Regions from separate parts of the Cyprinus carpio genome. Here region 2 is linked to region 1. The links are chromatin contacts, called in public Hi-C maps. All regions are on one chromosome and are shown on one strand. The core of a region is the stretch at or near the end of the contact, and the rest is flanking DNA. Distances in the headings are between cores, read along the strand shown.

Evidence for each region. A called contact is a pair of places that touch in the nucleus more often than the background predicts.
Region 2: a Hi-C map of skeletal muscle shows a contact between it and region 1, with 2.7 times the contacts expected there. The contact joins the promoter of LOC109092881 here to the enhancer-like site in region 1. A contact is called at or near these places in 2 of 8 Hi-C or Micro-C datasets (both in skeletal muscle).

What each region holds. Positions count from the first base shown.
Region 1 is chrA7:34,938,227-34,941,042 of ASM1834038v1, forward strand. All of the region lies in intron 2 of LOC109092881 (ankyrin repeat domain-containing protein 11-like), which reads right to left. Among protein-coding and RNA genes, the nearest start is that of LOC109092881, 62 kb to the right of the region's middle. Within about 2 kb of position 1,480, at least 1 of the 8 cell types and tissues checked has an H3K27ac peak or open chromatin away from gene starts, as enhancers often do. A contact at or near this core is called in skeletal muscle, where this site is marked.
Region 2 is chrA7:34,999,967-35,002,780 of ASM1834038v1, forward strand. It overlaps LOC109092881 (ankyrin repeat domain-containing protein 11-like), which reads right to left and starts at 1,522. Exons shown (of 13, transcript XM_042760939.1): 1 at 1,127-1,522. LOC109092880 (paraplegin-like) reads left to right here and starts at 1,591. Exons shown (of 17, transcript XM_042760942.1): 1 at 1,591-1,721.

The DNA of each region.
Region 1 (2,816 bases), core at 230-2,729:
ACAGACGTGGCTTTTTATTTCCCCTGACCACAGCGCTCCAACGTACAGCAGCAGGAAAGACAGGAGCTTGTACAAGTAGCCACTTCAGCAGCACACTGATCATGGTGTCAGTGAAAGGACAGTAGAGATAGGCTATATGAAAGGATACAGTGTCTACTCAATTTCATCAAGACTTACCCCACACAACTAGCAAGACTAGGAATGTTTTTCAAATTTTCAGTTTAAAAGGTGCTTTTTTTGGTGTGACAAGTTTTTTTTAATTTGTATTAAAACAACAACAAAAAACACGCAATTAAAATTGAAAAATTAGAAAACTGCAAAACAAAGAGAAGTGATTAATTTACAAATTATTATTATAATAAAATATGGAAGAGCAATAATGAATTGTGCTGGAGACACATACTGTGCTGATAGAACCCAACTGTCTGCACATTCCCCTAGTCTTTCACAGAATGAAATCAAACTAATTCTAACCAGCATTCTAACCAGAATGTAATTCCATATTATTCCCTCTGTATTTCCATTTAATCATAAGCTTAAGAAGTGTTAGGGTGCTTTCACACCTGGCCCGTTGTTTCAGGAACCTGGCACGTTTCCCCCCTTGGCTCGGTTCATTTGTGCATATCGTCGCTGCCCGATGAAACTCACGTATGTCCAAAACAGTTACTTTTCAGGAAGTGAAAAAAAACACTGTATTTCAAAAGCAGTTGAATGTAGCGTTGTCATACTTGGTACGGCATCTTTACATGTAACCATATTCTTGCCAGTGTAATGATATAATCCACATTTGACCAAAATTGAGTTTAAATGGACATACGTGCATATTTTTACAGTAACGGTGGTCGATACGCGTTCTTCCGATCATTAATTAGAATGGCCAAGTCGCGTTTCATATTGACAGATGAATAAGCTCAGTTTATTAAATAGCCTACGTCTTAGTTTATTAAATATATAATAAACTTGAGAACAGTTGTCAAAAACAAACGTTTGCTGATACTTTACCTGACAGTGTTATTCGGCTATCCAGTGCTGCGCTTCGATGAAACGAGACCGGCGAGATGCTTCCACAGGGCGGGAGATACTCTGCGTGATTGACAGCTTTGACACCAAATGGATATACGTGAAAATCAGATGACATGATTTCACAACTTTTCATTGGCCATTTAGATATTTAAAGCATACTGTATACGGAAATGAACCTGGACATTCAATCCGTCGAAAAATCTCAAAATCGGCAAAATGGACATACGTGGTTTTCATCGGACAGCGACGATATGTGAACATGGCAACTGCACTCTGAAGAATAAAAAGCAACATTGTTATAATTTTAATCCCTCTTTCGGAACAATGCAATCGATCTACAGGTGTGAAAGCACCCTCAGGTTGCTATATTAGTTTGTGTTTGTCTCAGTACGGGCAGTTGAGCAGTATATCGGGCTCATCTCATTCCCAGTCACGTAATGTGCTGATGCTTACTTCTCTGCCCCCATGCAAATTGTGTAGTCCAACGGCCTGTTGTCAAGGCAACTGCAAGTGGCCAGCCCCATGGCATGTGAATGTACAAAACCCTTCGTATTTTCAAAATAGCTACTAGGGATGATTTCAAGTGTTCAACAGTAAACAAGTGTGTTGTTTCACCAACGATTAGACATGTGAAATGCTTAGCAGAATATCCTATTTCATATTTTGCTACACAGCCTAACTGCGGAATCTGAGCAATATAAATAGTCACAGTGAATAAATCATTTTTATTTTTGGGTAATGTATGCTGTCTCATCACTTAGGATACTTAATTTTGCAGGCAGATAACTGCAAAATTACCAGCACTGCCACTGATTAAAACCGGTACGATTCTTAGCAAATTTAAGCAAAATAAATTAGGCAATCTGTGAATATCCTTGCTCTTAGGTAGCACAAGATGCATTAGGAGCACAACACATCTGCTGAAAGCAGCAGTCACGGTTAAAACAGGCACACTGTAACCATGAAAAAATAGAAGTAGAAGCAGAAGCTAGCAAACTCAAGACCATGCTAACCAAGAATGAGGTTTGTTTACTTCACAACTGAGTCCTTTAAATATATTTTAGCAAAAAATACTAAGCCAAAAGCAACAGTATGCTGCCAAGGATTAGAAGAGGGGAAGCTAGTTTATGAAACAGAACAAACTCTGAGTGCAAAAGACCAACTATGTAAAAGATAATCAAGCTTACGTCTTTATAGAAATAGCTTGAACATGCTGACCTGCTCATAGCACATCAAAACTACTGAACCCACACTAAACAGACATCAGTCAAACTATTGGAATGAAGTCTGGTCAACTTTGCTGTTTGTTCTAGTAAAGAATTGCTCAAACAGAAGAAACTGTCTGATGAACACAAACACACAGTTTGGTCTCTTTTATGTGCATTTGTGATGTGGGTTAACAAATAGTTGATGCTGCAGTAAAAGACTGTGCCAGATTGGGAATAGCATTACAGAAAACAAATAACTGATTTATAAGATTGCACAGATAAAAATAAAGATCAAAGATTTGATGCGGTCTGCTGGTGATCACTAGGGATGCACTGATCCAACACCGGGATCAGTACCATCACCGATACAGACATTTTTTGCACCACTGTGTATTGGACAGAAGGGACAAATCCAAAAGCATTTCATAATAGGGCTCCAGACTGTGACTAAAACGGCCACATCTGCAAACAAAAATATTGATTTGCGAGTAATATTTTTGCTTAGATCACCACTGGCAACTAGGACAGCACAGTATATCAAAATTATCGAAATATCGCAAATATAAATATATGCGATATGCATAT
Region 2 (2,814 bases), core at 272-2,771, 62 kb after region 1:
AACACCGCCGCAGTGTTCTTCCACTGCACCAACACCAGCTCTGTCTACTTCATCACAAACTTTGATAGACTGGCTCTATCCATCAGATCACCCTTTAAAGAAGTACTGTAAGGTCTTGCTTCAATGCAGATCCTTGCTGAAGTAAACAATCACACCACACAATGCCTAAACAAGCACAGACGAATCACATCCACAAGCAACCTTCACAAAATGTCTTTTCACACCACGTAAGATGGTGAAGTTCAGGTCTTGCTGTTCTAAATCAAAAATAAAGAACATTTAGCCTAACATACAGAAAATGGTTAGCCACATTGAGAATACAGGTATACATCAAGAAAATCCTTAATTTGGTAAAATAGGATGAATGTAGCACTGAATCCTCCTTCGTGGATATTGCGTGAAATCTATTATGCAACTAAACCGTGTGTGTGTTTTCTTCATGCCAGAAACAAATCCCTGTTAAATATGAGAAATGAAAAACAAACCAAGCTGAATTCACGTTGCCATCATAATATGACCAATCTCATAAAAACACTAAGAAATGCGTGTGTTGCAGTGATCTAATATTTACAGTCTGAATGGTGCACTGATAACCCCACGCAAATTCTTATTACAGATCTTATTCTGGAATTTCACAATCCCTGCAGCTACTTCAGCACACATTATCAATGTGAAGTCAACAATATTTACTTCTCATATGTGCCCTTGAAACCTACATGTTGATGTATTAAGATGCCCATCCCAGTGGCTGACTTCTGCAGGGCAGCAGAGCCCGTCTGGCCATATCCGATTCCCAGAGAGAGAGAACCACAACATGACGAGGGTTATTTTCATTTCTCCAGCTTCATATGCTCACCTTCAGTCATTACCGAATATTAGTATTATAGATCAATACAACCCGTATGGATCAATAAATGCGCACAGTCTGACAAAATGTATAGATTTTGAGCAATACGCAAACATTTCCTCGACTTCGGGGTGGGGGAGGGAAACAAACTCCAGTTAGCAACGGGGCTAAAGCCGTTAGCGGTCTAACCGTGAAAGTCGACGCATGAGAGGACGCACAGATGTTTTTTCGTCACGAAATGCCTTTTAAAAGAGTAAAGAGCAGCTTAAAATGGCTTACCTTCTTCAAAACGTGAGCTACATCTACAAAATTATACTTGGTATTCCCTCCCGATGCTTGTTTTTCCCATTTGAGGCCTTCTGCTTCAGCGAGCTCCGATGCGGGAACATCCGAGGCGCGCGACGCTCATCTCAGTCCGCGCTCGCGCCAGCGTGCTAAGCTAATCAGTGATTACCTCCCGCAGAATGCGATGATTAAAATCTCTCAGGGCTCCAATAAACTGGTAAGAGAAGTGGTTATAAACTCTCCATCTGTCCCTTTAAACAGTCCACGGGTCTCCGTAACGTTACGTTTGCTGATTTGGCTTGATCAGAGGTGAAAAAATAAAAATCCGCTTCAAGTTAATCCTCTCCGTCCGACTCCTTCCGAACCGTTTCGATCGGCCTTTGACTCGCGCTGACGAAAAGCGGACGATAGGAGTTGATACGCGGATTGTGATAGGCTGACGCGTATGGGCGGTCACTGTTTGTTCCCCGTTGTAACTGTGAAACTGGCGCCATTGTGGTTCTTGCCAGGGAAGATTCTACGTTGTTTTCTTTGGCGACCTCGAGCCGGAATGGCGTAGACAGTGGCATGTTTTGCGAGCTCCATTTGGGTGAGAGGAAAATGGAGAACCTGTGTGGGTAAATGTAGTAAAATTGCGTTAATGTGTTTTTTTTGTGTGTGTGTGTGTGTGTGTGTGTGTGTGTGTGTGTGTGTGTGTGTGTGTGTGTGTGTGTGTGTGTGTGTGTGTGTATGTTTTCGTATTTTAAGACACGAGTGAACAGAGCTCCACCGAAATTGTTTATCCCTTCATTAATTCAGATTGATCTAAAAACAGCCGTTGATTGCTATCTTCAGCATACTTTATGAATATTACGAACTGTTTGCCGGTGACGGATTGCGAGCTCATCAGCCACAGCACGATTTGCTTTCATTTACTGTTGTCTGATAAATGTATGTTAGATGTATTGATTTTTGTTTTATTTTCGATTTGACGTCACAAGCCTCAACCGTGACACCGATTTCTTGCCGAGCAGAATAACGCAATGGCTCCCTCTGTTGAAAGGAGACTAGAGCTGTCTGTCTGAGATATATCCTCAATTCTTGACCAACTTGTCATAATTATACTCAATTGTTCTGTCCTCACTTCATATCCCAACATAAAATACATCTGAAACCACACAGGCTCATACCTGCCAGTACAAAGAAGGATATCAGACATGTGAAATCTTATTTTATATATATATATATATATATATATATATATATATATATATATATATATATATATATATATATATATATATATATAATGATATAATGATTTGTCTATATTTCTACCCTATAACTAGACTATATTTATTTTTGCGCTATAACTACATTTTTAACATCAAATTACAGTCGTTGTCTGCGCATGCCCAACTAGAACTGTTTGTAGTTTTTGGGGGTTTTATAAACGTGCAAGTAGAACTATATTTCCCATCAGCCCTTTCTCGAGCTCTTTCCGTCCTGATTGGCTGATCCCGAAGGTGAAAGTTGAATAGACATGTTTCTCAAGCCCGTACAGTAAACATCATTAGAGTTCACGGAGTTAGTAGTCAGCACACCATTGTAACGTCCTTGTAATTGTATAATTTAAGACAGTTTTTACCCGCCGCATTTTATTTGTTCGGTATGTTTCAGATATATTCGAGTAGAAGACGCGC